2 separate regions of the Mus musculus genome follow, and region 2 is linked to region 1. A link is a contact called in public HiChIP or PLAC-seq data. All regions are on one chromosome and are shown on one strand. Each heading gives the region's core, a stretch centred on a gene start, on an enhancer-like site or on the middle of the called end of the contact. The rest is flanking DNA. Distances are from core to core; before and after follow the strand shown.

Evidence for each region. HiChIP or PLAC-seq counts read pairs in DNA pulled down with a chosen protein or histone mark.
Region 2: a contact with region 1 is called in an H3K4me3 HiChIP or PLAC-seq map of embryonic basal ganglia, with 3 times the contacts expected there. The contact joins two enhancer-like sites. A contact is called at or near these places in 2 of 484 Hi-C or Micro-C datasets (bone marrow-derived macrophages and nephron progenitors) and 7 of 115 datasets of contacts at active chromatin or transcription factors (bone marrow-derived macrophages, embryonic basal ganglia, embryonic forebrain and 4 more).

What each region holds. Positions count from the first base shown.
Region 1 is chr9:61,395,376-61,398,016 of GRCm38.p6, forward strand. The region is part of intron 6 of Tle3 (transducin-like enhancer of split 3); the gene reads left to right. Among named protein-coding and RNA genes, the nearest start is that of Tle3, 24 kb to the left of the region's middle. Within about 2 kb of position 1,321, at least 18 of the 459 cell types and tissues checked have an H3K27ac peak or open chromatin away from gene starts, as enhancers often do. A contact at or near this core is called in embryonic basal ganglia, where this site is marked.
Region 2 is chr9:61,755,703-61,758,343 of GRCm38.p6, forward strand. All of the region lies in intron 6 of Gm34828 (a long non-coding RNA gene), which reads right to left. Among named protein-coding and RNA genes, the nearest start is that of Gm34828, 65 kb to the right of the region's middle. Within about 2 kb of position 1,304, at least 35 of the 459 cell types and tissues checked have an H3K27ac peak or open chromatin away from gene starts, as enhancers often do. A contact at or near this core is called in embryonic basal ganglia, where this site is marked.

The DNA.
Region 1 (2,641 bases), core at 71-2,570:
GAGGGCTTAAGCCTCCATTGATTCTTGGTGTTGAGGGTAGAGTAAACCCAGCCTGTGTGGGGGAAGGGCAAGAAGCTTGGTGCTGGGAGGCAGCACTCTGGGGAGAGAAACCCTGATATTCTAAAGCTTGAAGTATCTCCGGTGATCATCCAGCTCAGGGTTCTCTTTAGGAAATATTTTTTTTAATTTGCTTTCTGAAAATTTTGTCATACATACAGTGTAGTTTGATCCTATCCACCCCTACACCCACTACCCCCTTCTGAAAGAGTATTGTTTTACATTTCTTTTATTGAACTTATGTGTGGTCATATGTGTTACAGAGCACATGTATGTGCTGGAAAAGGATGATACATATGAGCCGTTCTCTCCTCCCACCACGCCGGACCCCATAATCAAACTCAAAATGTCAAGCTTGGCGGGAAGTATTTTCACGTTCTGACCCACCTCAGTGCCCTCCCCGCCCCATTGTCCACTTTTATTCTCTGCTTCTTCTGGGTCCCTTCTTCCCCCAAGTCTCCCTTTCACTGAGTTTATTTAGGGTTTCTTGAGAACAGGGGTGGGACATGTGTGGGACATTTATTGGAACAAAGAGCCTGACACTGTTGAAACTTGGGGGTCAGATAATTCTTTGTTGCCGTGTACAGTTTTGTATATTCAGCAGCAGCAATCTTGCTCTGTACCTACTGGGTGTGAAAGCACCCTCCCCCATACACACACACACACACACACACACACACACAATCTGTGCACTCCAAATGTCTCCAGATGTTGCCTGTATCTGCATGGGCACAGGGCTCTCCGGTTGAGTACCACTGGTTTAGTCTGATACCAGTATTTCACAGAGATTAGCAGTCAGGCCGGCCTGAGAGCATCCCTGAGCATAGCCGGTGTCCTACAGTGGCGGTGTAGGGAGTTAGAAGGGGGCCTGAGCCCCAGGTTGTCTTCAGAAGTCTTTCTCATCTGCTTCTTGTCTTCAGGGCAAGTTCTTCCACCAAGCTGCAGGGGCTACAGCCTGGTCCCACCTCTTACTCTTTGGAATTAAAATCCACATGTGAAAATACTTTTTTTCTTTTTCTTTTTGAAGGAAAAAGTAAAATCGGGCAGCAGCGCAGCTGGATTGGCTCCAGCTCCTTTAAGTAGCGTTTAGGAAGCTACAAGTTAGGTCAAGGCGGCCCTAGGCAGATATTGGAATTCAATTAAAGCCCACGAGTGGGGCCTGTGACCCCCATTTTCAAGGTAATTGCTTCTCAGGCTCTGAGTGAATGCGGCCGTCGCCCTGTCATTAGGCAGGCAGCCGTCTAATCGCTGCGCGCCTGACAGAGCCTCACAAGGCAGGAATTGCTGACAGCTGGGGCACCCAGACTGGGGAGCTGTGCTTGACTGCCCTCCAGCGAGGGGCCTTGTTCCTTTTCTTCTGGAGGCGAGAGGGGAGCCACCCTGCTGAGATAAGGGCACAGGCAGGGGCAGTGCTCCAGTCTTGATTTTCTCAGATAGAAAGGTTTCTAGTGGCACATCTGCTCCAGTTGGCTGATCGTGGCCTCCTGACACAGGGCTGGAGTCTGGGGTCTCCATTTAGCTGGGCTGCTAGCAATATGAGGAGTGTGGATGTAACCAGAAGCATGTCACGGGGTTGAAATATTGTGGGAGAACAGAAGGATAGGTGAAAGGACCTGGGCTGCTGGCCATCCCTGTCCCCTAGTTCCCAGTTTGTCCTTAGGGAACTCATGTCCCTTTGGGTAAGATAGGCCTAGAGATGGTGTTCCTTTTTAGAACTTAGCTTTGTACATACAGGATTGTGTGGTGGCCTGGGAGGTGGTGGACTCTTGGCTCCTTGGTCTGGGTTGCCTGGAGAATTATTTAGTGGGTGGTATGTGCAGTGTTGACTTGGTGGTTTTCTTAAGAGGGGAGAAGAGACGGGAGGAGGGAGGTTGGAGTTGGAATTTGTCCCAGACTGTGCAGAGATCTGTGAAGCGCTCTCAGGGCTTCCTGTCTTCTGCCGGGTGATGGCTGAGCAGGATGGCTGGCTGGACAGGAGTTGGGCGGTAGAATTTTAGAAGGGATAGAAGGGTGGATGGCTCTGCCTTAGTGCCTGTTTCCTTAGAAACTGAGGGGAAGTAGGGGATTGCTGAGTTGGGATCCTGGCTTAGGTTTCTGTTGTTTGGTGTAGTTACTTGGCCCCTGGGGCTGTCCCATCTCTGAAGTAGGGATAGCAAAGATCATGGTGACCTCTAAAAACTGCTGCCAAACCCAGAGGCCAATGCTGCAAAGGGAGCCTTGGGTATACCTACTGGGCTGTGTGGAAGACTGGGAGGTCGAGTTACCTGACTTCCCAGGACCCTGTCTACTCCCTCTCATGCAGCTAGCTGTTGGCCTGTTTGACTCTAGAATTGAAGCAGTTAGACAACTCCCCTAAGTTTGACCCAAATTACGAACCTAAGAACCGAAGCATCTAATCAGCCAGCAGAGGCATGAAGCATGAGGTGTGTAATCCCGTTACACACGCTCCTCCAGCAAGCTCTCCCATCAGCCTCTGCTGTGGGCCATTCCTGCCAGTACCAGACCGTGCGCACTGGGCACTCAGGGATGGAGGGCCCAGGAAACCCCACGGGGCCATGATGTGTTTGTGTTTGGTTATGAAATG
Region 2 (2,641 bases), core at 54-2,553, 360 kb after region 1:
TAAAGGAACCATAAGGGATCATGAGGTAGCTAAAGGGAAAGAGCAGCTGCCAGCTGTTGTCCTAGGGGGTACAGGAGCTGGTTCTGGGACTGTCCCCTCCCACGTCTGAGGAGCAGTTCTTCCTAGGGTGGGGTATCACTCAGGAGAAGCAGAAAAGATCTGAGAGAGCTCTGTCCTCCCATCTCCTGCTGGTACCCACACTAGCCAAGCCTGGGGACCAATGAAGGCATCAGTGACCTCTAAGCATGACCCAGATGGGGTGGAGGAGACAGTTTTACATGGCAACTTGGGGGCATTCAGGGCATTGTCTAGCCCCTCTGCCTTCTTCCCCCTTAGCATGACCCCATCCACATCTAGGGTCCAGAGCTGTCAATCAGAAGCCCCAGCTGAGCACCCCCACCCAGCCACCCAAACACAGGAGATGACACTAGGAAGTCACTTCTTCCCTTCAGCTATCCTGTCTGAAAGCCTCTAGGGTCACGCTACCTGTCCAGAGCTAAGTGTCCCTATCCATTTGTATCCCCTGCCATTGCAGGAGGGGAGCCGGCCCTGCTCACCAGGAAATGGGCCTGCAGAACAGGGAAGCTCAGCAAATGGGAAATTAATTCTGGGCGGTGAAGGGCAGAGGCTGTTGTTTGTGATCTATAACTTACTCTTTGTGTCAAACTGTGTACTGTGTATATCAGTGGGATGGCAAGAAACCCGAGATCTATTACTTAGAGTTTAATCTGTTCTCCGTGTCGGAGAAGGGAGAGGGAGGCGAAGAAAGCCACAACTTTAATCACAGGCCCAACTCTGAGATGTCAAGTCGCTCTGGGGTGTGTTAGTCAAATGATGTCGTATTACAGGCCTCCCAGACAGCTCCCCATACTGAGGCTTTATCTGCCAAGCCGTAAATTAGCACACCTACTTTACGCTCTTCAGGTAAAACCAGTAATTTAGCTGCAAAATACACACACATGCACACGGTGCGGAGGTGGGGGGGGGGACTTCGAGGAGGGGGCAGCCCCACCTTTGAGCGATGAATAGGGAAAATGAGCAAAGCCAGGGATGGAAATGACACCTCCGCTGCACCTCCTGTCATTAGTGTGTGAGAGCCCCTGTGCCAGCCCCACCGCAGCCCACCTTCCTTCCTACCCACCTTGGCGCCTCCCCCACCCCCACCAGCCCTTCTCCTCCTCCATGAACCGTAAATTACATGCTGACACCTTTAATTTGTGCAAAGTATGCCTGGCTGCGCCTGGCACCAGCAGCCGGCTGCTATAATAAGGTCAATCTATATTCATTGAAGCGGCACTTCATGTGCCTGATAACACAGGGCGGCATCGGGCGCCGCGGTGGCTTCTCCAGGCTGGGGGGCGGGAAGGGGGACAGGATGGCGGCGACGCGGGGGTGCCCGCTGCCGCTCATCGAGGCCTGGCACCGGTTGTCTCATCGCTTATGCGTGGCATGAGCGATGTTATGATTTAGCTAATCACCATCAGTTATTCATCCTATTGCTGCCTGGAGACCGTTGCTGTGCATGCAGGCCTGCCCCAGCCAGAGAAGCTAAAGAGGGGGGGAGCAACCCACCCAGCCACCTCTGCCAGTGAGACCACCCAAGGAGTCTATTTGTCCTGGTCTGCAATCTGGTACCCAGTCAGGGATGGACTTCTCAGAGATAAGACTCCTGGCAAGAGGTAGACTTTGAAGTCAAAGCCTTCTGGGTTCTAATCCTAGCTTCGCCGCTCCCAAGCTGTGAGAATTTTGTTGAGTCACTTAACATCTCTGAGTTTCAGTTTTTAATCTCTAAAATTAAAAGGGAAAAATCCTGTCGGGGAGAGGGCAAAGGTGTGAAATGACATAAATACAGGTCTCAGCCAGCAAGGAGCAAGCACCCGGTCAGTGGCAACCGCTATCCTCGGAGCCCTTGTGGTCAGGCACATTTGTTATTGAGCCAATATCTCGTTTCAATGAAGAATTAAGGGTGGGGGTGAGGTTACCAGTGAACCATCTTGAGCCACACCCCACTGGCATGAGCTAGCTAGGTTAACGCCGCCATCTCTGCTCTCAGAATGCCTAAGTAAGCTAGAGAAGTCCAGAGTAGAACCTGGGGCATGGTGGTGGTGGTGGTGGGGGGGGCGTTCAGAGAGGCAAACAAGGAAGCCAAGTGTCACTCTGCAGAGACAGGAGGCAGAGAGAAGCGTGAGTGGCATATGACTCCATCAGGGAAGGACTTATCTTGCAAGCATGAGGACCTGAGTTCGATTCCCAGAACCAGGTGTGGTAGCACAGGCTTGTGAATTAATCTCTGGGACTCACTAGTCTTGCTGAGTCAGCAAGCTCCACCCCACTGAGAGACCCTGTCTCAAAGAAGCAGAAGTCATCCTGAGGAATGACATTTAAGGTTGACTTCTGGCCTCCACTCACACATGTACAGGAACACACACACACACAAAGGGAAGGGGAGAGGAGGGGAGGGGAAAAGAGAAGAGGGGAGGGGAGGGGAGGGGAGGAGAGGAGAGGAGAGGAGAGGAGAGGAGAGGAGAGGAGAGGAGAGGCACCCAGGCATGATCACCAGCTATGCCCATATTCCAGATGTGTATCTGAACTCTGTCCTAACCAGTGTCTGGCTTCCCTGCCCCACCCAAGAGAACCCAGC